Linked DNA regions of Macaca mulatta: region 2 is linked to region 1. A link is a contact called in public Hi-C data. All regions are on one chromosome and are shown on one strand. Each heading gives the region's core, a stretch centred on a gene start, on an enhancer-like site or on the middle of the called end of the contact. The rest is flanking DNA. Distances are from core to core; before and after follow the strand shown.

Region 1 (3,123 bases), core at 337-2,836:
CCCGTCTCTACTAAAAATACAAAATTAGCTGGGCGTGGTGGCACATGCCTGTAATCCTAGCTACTCAGGAGACTGAGGCAGGAGAATCGCTTGAACCTGGGAGGCAGAGGTTGCAGTGAGCTGAGATCGTGCCACTGCACTCCAGCCTGGGCAACAAGAGTGAAACTCCGTCTCAAAAAAAAAAAAGAAAAGAAAATGAAACCAGGTAGTGTGGCTCCACTCCTACAGGTGTAAAGTGGATGACCTATGTAGGAGATTATTCAATGCAACCTTATATCTAATCTTGCTGAGCTTTACGTAAAAGCTCAGAAGTGTTAATGACATGAGGTGGGGGCAGGGAGCAGGTTCACCTAATCAAGCCAGAAAGCAAGGCAAGTTACTAGAGATTAAATAGAAGTACTTTTTCCATAGTGTTCCTGGGAAGGGCAAGGGAGGGAACCTGATATTTATTGAGCATTTGATTTCTACAATAAGGACTAAAAATTTCATATGATTTTAGATATACAGCTCTCATGGAGACAGCCTGAATAAGTCTTTTGAAGAACACCCCAAGGTAAAGAGTGGTCACTCATTTTCCAGGATCTGCAGACTATGACCCAGAAAACGCTTCACCATGCCTCACCAAATGTTGATGCATCTCTTCCACACTTGCTCCCGGTGATGGATGAAGGCAGTTCTTGTGCCATGGTCCAGCCTTCCAGGGGTCTTTAGGGGATCCTTGGTCAGGTGTAGGACAGGAAGATTGATCCACTATAGCACAAAAGTGAGGGGTGTGATGGTGAGTCAAGATTCCAGAGGTCTGTTTTCCGTTTCCACAAAGCTAACACTTGTTAGTATGGGAAACAAGTCTTAGCTCCCGTATCTGTGCAACTAGAATAATATTTCATAGGGTTGTGATTATGAAACCACATAACATTTTTAGAAAACACCTGACTTATCCTCTTTCTTACATAACAAACGCTCAGTAAATGTCAGTTTCCCTTCCTTGTCCTTCCCAGGTACACCACGGAAAAAATGTTCCAAGTTGTACCTTTCTGATCCTCCTCAGATACTGTCCCCAACTTTTGGATAGTTCTCCCGCATCCTCACACTCCCTAGATTCTCCCTCATTCTCTCCATTCCCTCTAGGACTTCTCCACAGCTCCTTAACCCCCCCTTATACTCCAATCCCTGCCCTAAAACAGATTCCAGCCCTTCTATTCTCCTGCCGGGGCCAAGCTGTTTCCAGTCCACCAGACTCTGCGACCCTGCCCCTGTCACACTGCCTCCCTTCCCCAATTCTCCCCGACTCTGCCCCCATGCCTGCAGGTCCCCTCCCTCCTCGCCCTGGCCACCTGGCCCCGGAAGTCGGGGGGCGGGCTCTCATAGCTACTGCCCGTCACCAGCTCGTTATTGTGCTCATATAGGGTGACTTGACCCCGAGGCGGTGGAGGAGGGAACAACCCCAGGGAGCACATCTTGCCGGTTCGCAGGACGTCTGGAGTCGGCAAACTCCTAGCCGGAACGGCACAGACCGCCCTCCCGCAACTCGGTTCCCGGGCTAGATTCGTATGCAGACGGGTAGCCGCAAGGGACAAACGGCGAGGCGGAGCTCGACGGAAGTGAAGAAAAGACTTAACAGGAAAGAAGTACGAGTAAGTACGGTCCCGGGACAGACCGCCAAAGCTTCCTCCTGCGCCCCCTGGCGGCCGGAGGGGGAGCAGCGCGGACACGTCCTCGGGCCAATCGTTGGTTACCAGGTTGGAGCGGGGTTTTTTTTGTTGTTTTCCATGCGACTACTGTTTTTCCCAGCTCCGAATTCCCCAACGCCTTTTCCCACTCACTCTCTTAACGCTTAGAAAGCCCAAAATAACGTACATTCAGGGAAGTACCAAATTAACCCTCCCAGGCCTGTGGATCACCCAGAGGAAAATACAGGCTATGTCACAGGCAGCTGGCTGGAAAGCTGAGGGAAAAACCTCAGAGAGGATTTTCAGTGCTGCACCCACAAGGTTAGGCGGACTACTGGAAAGGGAGGTGGGGACAGGTGGAAAAGTAACATTTCCTGCCAGGCGCAGTGGCTCACGCCTGTAATCCCAGCACTGTGGGAGGCCTAGGTGGGTGGATCACCTGAAGGTCAGGAGTTCGTAGACCAGCCTGGCCATGTTGAAAACCCCATCTATACTAAAAATACAAAAATTAGTCGGGCGTGGTGGCGGGCATCTGTAATCCCAGCTAATCGGGAGGCTGAGGCGTGAGAATCTCTTGAACCCGGCAGGCAGGGGTTGCAGTGTGCCGAGATGGCTGTGCTGCACTCCAGCCTGGGCAACAAAAGCAAAACTTTGTCTCACAAAAAAAGAAAGGAAAACTTTATTTTATTTTATTTTATTGAGACAGGGTCTCACTCTATTGCCCAGGCTGAAGGCAGTGGCGCTATCTCGGCTTAAGGCAACCTCTGCCTCCTGGGTTCAAGCGGTTCTCCTCCCTCAACCTCTGGAGTAGCTGGGATTACAGGCATGCGCCACCACGCCCAGCTAATTTTGTATTTTTAGTACAGACGGGGTTTTACCTTGTTGGCCAGGCTGGTCTCAAACTCCTGACCTCAAGTGATCCGCCCGCTTTGGCCTCCCAAAGTGCTGGGATTACAGGTCTGAGCCACCTTGCCAGGCTGCAAAACTATTTCCTGAGCACTTGTTATGATAAGTGCTCTTATAATCTTTACAACCCCATAAGGTGAGTGCTGTTCTGTCACCACGAGGAAAGTGAGTCACAGAGAGATTGGACCTAGATACACCCAAACCAGTTATTCTGATTTAAGAATAAAAGTGAGGCTGGGCATGGTAGCTCACACCTGTAATCCCAGCACTTTGGGAGGCTGAGGCTGATCTCTTGAGCCCAGGAGTTCAAGACCAGCTTGGGCAACATAGCAAGACCCTGTATCTACAAAAAATTCAAAAGTTAGCCAGTGTGGTGGTGTCAAGCGTCTGTAGTCCAGCTACTCAGAAGGCTGAGATGGGAGAATCGAGACTACAATGATCCAAGATTGCGCCACTGCACTCCAGCCTGGGGCAAAAAGCGAGACCCTGTCAAGCAAGCAAGAGAGAAAGAAAGGGAGAGAGAAAAAGCCAGGCGCAGTGGCTCACG
Region 2 (3,438 bases), core at 431-2,930, 200 kb after region 1:
CGTGTCCTCAGTGAGCTCTCTGAGGAGCAGGCCTTCCATGTCAGCTACCTGGATATTGGTATGGCTAGCTGAGGAGTGAGCCAGGGGATGGTGGGGGCTGGACGGGAGCAAGTAGAAGGGGGTGATGATGACGTGAACGCACCCCTCCCCAGGGCTACCTCCCCACCCAACATTGCCTCCTTCCTCTCTCTTGCTCTCCAGAGGAACTGAGCCTGAGTGGACTCTGCCAGTGCCTGGTGGAACTGTCCACCCAGCCGGCCACTGTGTGTCATGGCTCTGCAACCACCAGGGAGGCAGCCCGTGGTGAGGCTGCCCGCCGTGCCCTGCAGTACCTCAAGATCATGGCAGGCAGCAAGTGAAGCCCCAGCTGGACTCATGGATGTGCACCCTTTGCTCCCTGCTCTTTCTGCCTCTGGGCTCATGTATCTGCGCAGCTCTGGTACCCTCTGTGGGTACCATCTCTACCTCTGACACAGACTGCCTGCCTTGAGGCTGAGAAGGCACAGGGCAAGGAGCCAAGGACCACAGGGCCTCAGCCAGCCCAGGATTCGTCCTCATTTTATTGGTGATGATGAATGGGAATGAAATCGGGGCTGTCTACTAGAGCCTGGAATAAATATGCTGCTTTGTAGATTTTTAAGCCCTTCTCTCGTTTCCTGAGCAGTGTGGATAGCAGAGGAGGTCACCACATGACTTTTGTGTGCCTTCCCTGAGCTCCTGTTCCAGCCATTCTCATGTTTTCCTTTCTGGTGGGAGGAGGCTGGGTGCAGTGGCCTCCTGGAATGTTGTCGGCTGCCTTGTTGGAGGGCTGGGTTTGGTGGAGAGGGAAGGGCAGTGGTTCTTGCTCTTGGGCTTCCACCCAGCCCTGTAAAGTCTCACACAGACACACATGGATTCAGAAGCCAGACAACTTTATTTGGGGGGCAAATATTGACACTTTTGGGTGTGGGCCTTGCATGCAAACATATCAAGGGATGACATGTCACTTCTTCCCAAAGCGTTGAGGGGCAGCCAGGCTCCAGAACTCGGAATTCAGCCCCTCTCCAGCCCGGGGACTCAGCCGTTCATTGCTCCAGGATCCCCGGGTATTTCTGCCAAACCTTAGGAAAGATTTGTCCTCAGGTCCCTGCAGTCTCTCTTCTCTAGCCCCCTTCCTTCTCCTCGTCCTCTGTCTCCTGCCCTTTCTACCCCCAACCCCTGCCATGCCTGTGTCCCTTTCAGACTCACCTCTGGGGCTGAAACAGGAAGGCTTGGCTCCGGCCAGGTCTCTCCATTGCCTGGAGCAGGTAGCGCAACAGTGACCCAGAGGTCTGGGCATCCTGTGGCAGGAGGGGTTCACTGTCTTCCTCCTGTGCCAAGGGGGTATCAGGGAAGGAAGATGGGCAAATACCCTGGACATGTAAGTCACAAGGGGAAGGGACTGGCTTCCAGGGGCAAGGGGTAGGAGGCTGCAGAACCATTTCCTCAGATTTGAGGACCTAATGGCAACCTTGGCAGCCAGAGAAAGTATCAGAACCTAGAGCACAAGTCTTAACCGAGGTAGAGGCAATGGTGATATGGGGATGGGACACACACTCACCGCGGGGAGCTGGTGGTCTTGCTGGCCTCCTGGCCCTTCAGCACAGCCCTGGTCTATTAACAGCAGCAGCACCAGCAGTGCAGCAGTCTGCCTAGAATCCATGCTGCCATCCACCCTCCTACAGCCACCCCAGCCTCTTATACCTGCTGTCCCCCCAACCCCCAGCCTCACAGTAGCCTTAGGGGAATCTAGAGCAGGCAAATGGAAATGCAGGGCTCATTAGGAGCCGCCTGGGATCTCCTCCCATGGCACCCCCAGGACTTCATGCTCTCAGCCTCCTGCCCCAGGCCCCTAAGCCTGGAGTTATAGACTTTATTAGATGCATAAATCCTGTCTCCAGAGTTCAAGAAGCGTCATTAGTTGCAGACGATTTGTCAGAGCTAGGCCCTGGGGAGCCTTACAAGAACCCCTAATCCCTCAACAGGTTGGAGAGCTTCAGTTTATCACTTCCCCTCTTTCCTAACTTGTAGACTAAAGCACAAGAAACTCATGTCAGGATTAGTTAAGTAGGATGTCCTGGAGTGGAAGAGGAGTAGGAAGAGCCAGGGTCAGAGTCTGTCAGGATGACCAGGCAGGGCCACACAGCCTGTCCTCTGCTTGTGTGCCTCTTGGAGGCTACTCAGATTTGCCTGTGGATAAAAAATATATTCAACTTCATGATGGTGCAGAGAATTTAACTTTTCTTTTTTTTCTTTTTGAGACAGAGTTTCGCTCTTTTTGCCCAGGCTGGAGTGCAGTGGCGCGGTCTCGGCTCACTGCAACCTCTGGCTCCCGGGTTCAAGCGATTCTCCTGCCTCAGCCTCCCAAGTAGCTGGGACTACACAGGTGTGAACCACCATGCCCAACTTGTATCTTTTTTTTTTTTAATTAAAAATAATTTTTTTTGGCCGGTGCAGTGGCTTGCACCTGTAACCCCAGCACTTTGGGAGACCGAGGTGGGTGGGTCACTTCAGGTCAGGAGTTCGAGACCAGCCTGGCCAACATGGTGAAACCCTGTCTCTATAAAAATACAAAAATTAGCTGGGGGTGGTGGCAGTCACCTGTAATCCCAGCTACTCAGGAGGCTGAGGCAGGAGAATCGCTTGAACCCGGGAGTCAGAGGTTGCAGCGAGCTGAGATGGCACCACTACACTCCAGCCTGGGCAAAAAGAGAGAAACTCTGTCTCAAAAAAAAAGAAAAACTATTAAGATATAGAAGGAGGCTACAGGGTTTTGGAGCCCACTGAATGGGTGTGGCTTCAAATCTTTGCAGACAGAGCCCCATCTTCACTAGAGAGCACTGCTTCGGACTGGCCTCATTGCCCTTGCTACAGAGTTGTCCTCCACAGCTGAAGCACTGCTGCCACCCTGTGGTCACAGCTCCTCACTGCCAGCTCCGGCCATTTCCTTTTCCTAGAATAGACCTCTGCAGAGGAAGTGAGGAGGGTGAGGCTGAGTGGAGGTGCTAGGGTCCAGACTCTAGGGAGTCCCAGAAAGACAGGAGCAGGCTACTATGGGGCTGAACTATCATTCTGCCCCCAACTCTGGTCACCACAGCCTCTGCCTGGCTCTGGCTCTCACATACTAGGGTAGCCTCGAATCCTGTCTTAAGAAAAATCAGAATCACTAATCCTCAGGGAGAGGCCTTCAAAGCCATATGGTGCAGGTTCCTTCTAATCCTCGAGTCCATTTCTGAGAATCCCCACCAGTGTGGGTCTCTAGCCTGTGCCGAGGAAGAGCCAAGACATAAAGGCCCTGGCCTCTGCTTGAGCAAGTTGTCTCCCGCTCTGAGCTTCAGTTTCCTCACCTAAAACATGGGCCCATTTTACAAGGAACTCCTTCCTAGGGTGTGCATTACTTCACATACTTTTTGTAATCCA

Evidence for each region. A called contact is a pair of places that touch in the nucleus more often than the background predicts.
Region 2: a Hi-C map of liver shows a contact between it and region 1, with 2.2 times the contacts expected there. The contact joins the promoter of NPFF here to the promoter of AAAS in region 1. A contact is called at or near these places in 2 of 14 Hi-C or Micro-C datasets (fetal cortex germinal zone and liver).

Annotation. Positions count from the first base shown.
Region 1 is chr11:60,466,841-60,469,963 of T2T-MMU8v2.0, forward strand. It overlaps AAAS (aladin WD repeat nucleoporin), which reads right to left and starts at 1,587. Exons shown (of 15, transcript XM_015151849.3): 1 at 1,335-1,587; 2 at 623-750. The coding sequence starts at 1,457.
Region 2 is chr11:60,662,198-60,665,635 of T2T-MMU8v2.0, forward strand. NPFF (neuropeptide FF-amide peptide precursor) reads right to left here and starts at 1,681. Exons shown (of 3, transcript XM_001106733.4): 1 at 1,580-1,681; 2 at 1,228-1,349; 3 at 895-1,100. The coding sequence starts at 1,681. The coding sequence ends at 983. It overlaps TARBP2 (TARBP2 subunit of RISC loading complex), which reads left to right. Exons shown (of 9, transcript XM_015151872.3): 8 at 1-58; 9 at 202-640. The coding sequence ends at 359. LOC700403 (cyclic AMP-dependent transcription factor ATF-7) reads right to left here. Exons shown (of 14, transcript XR_013401143.1): 14 at 1,228-2,208.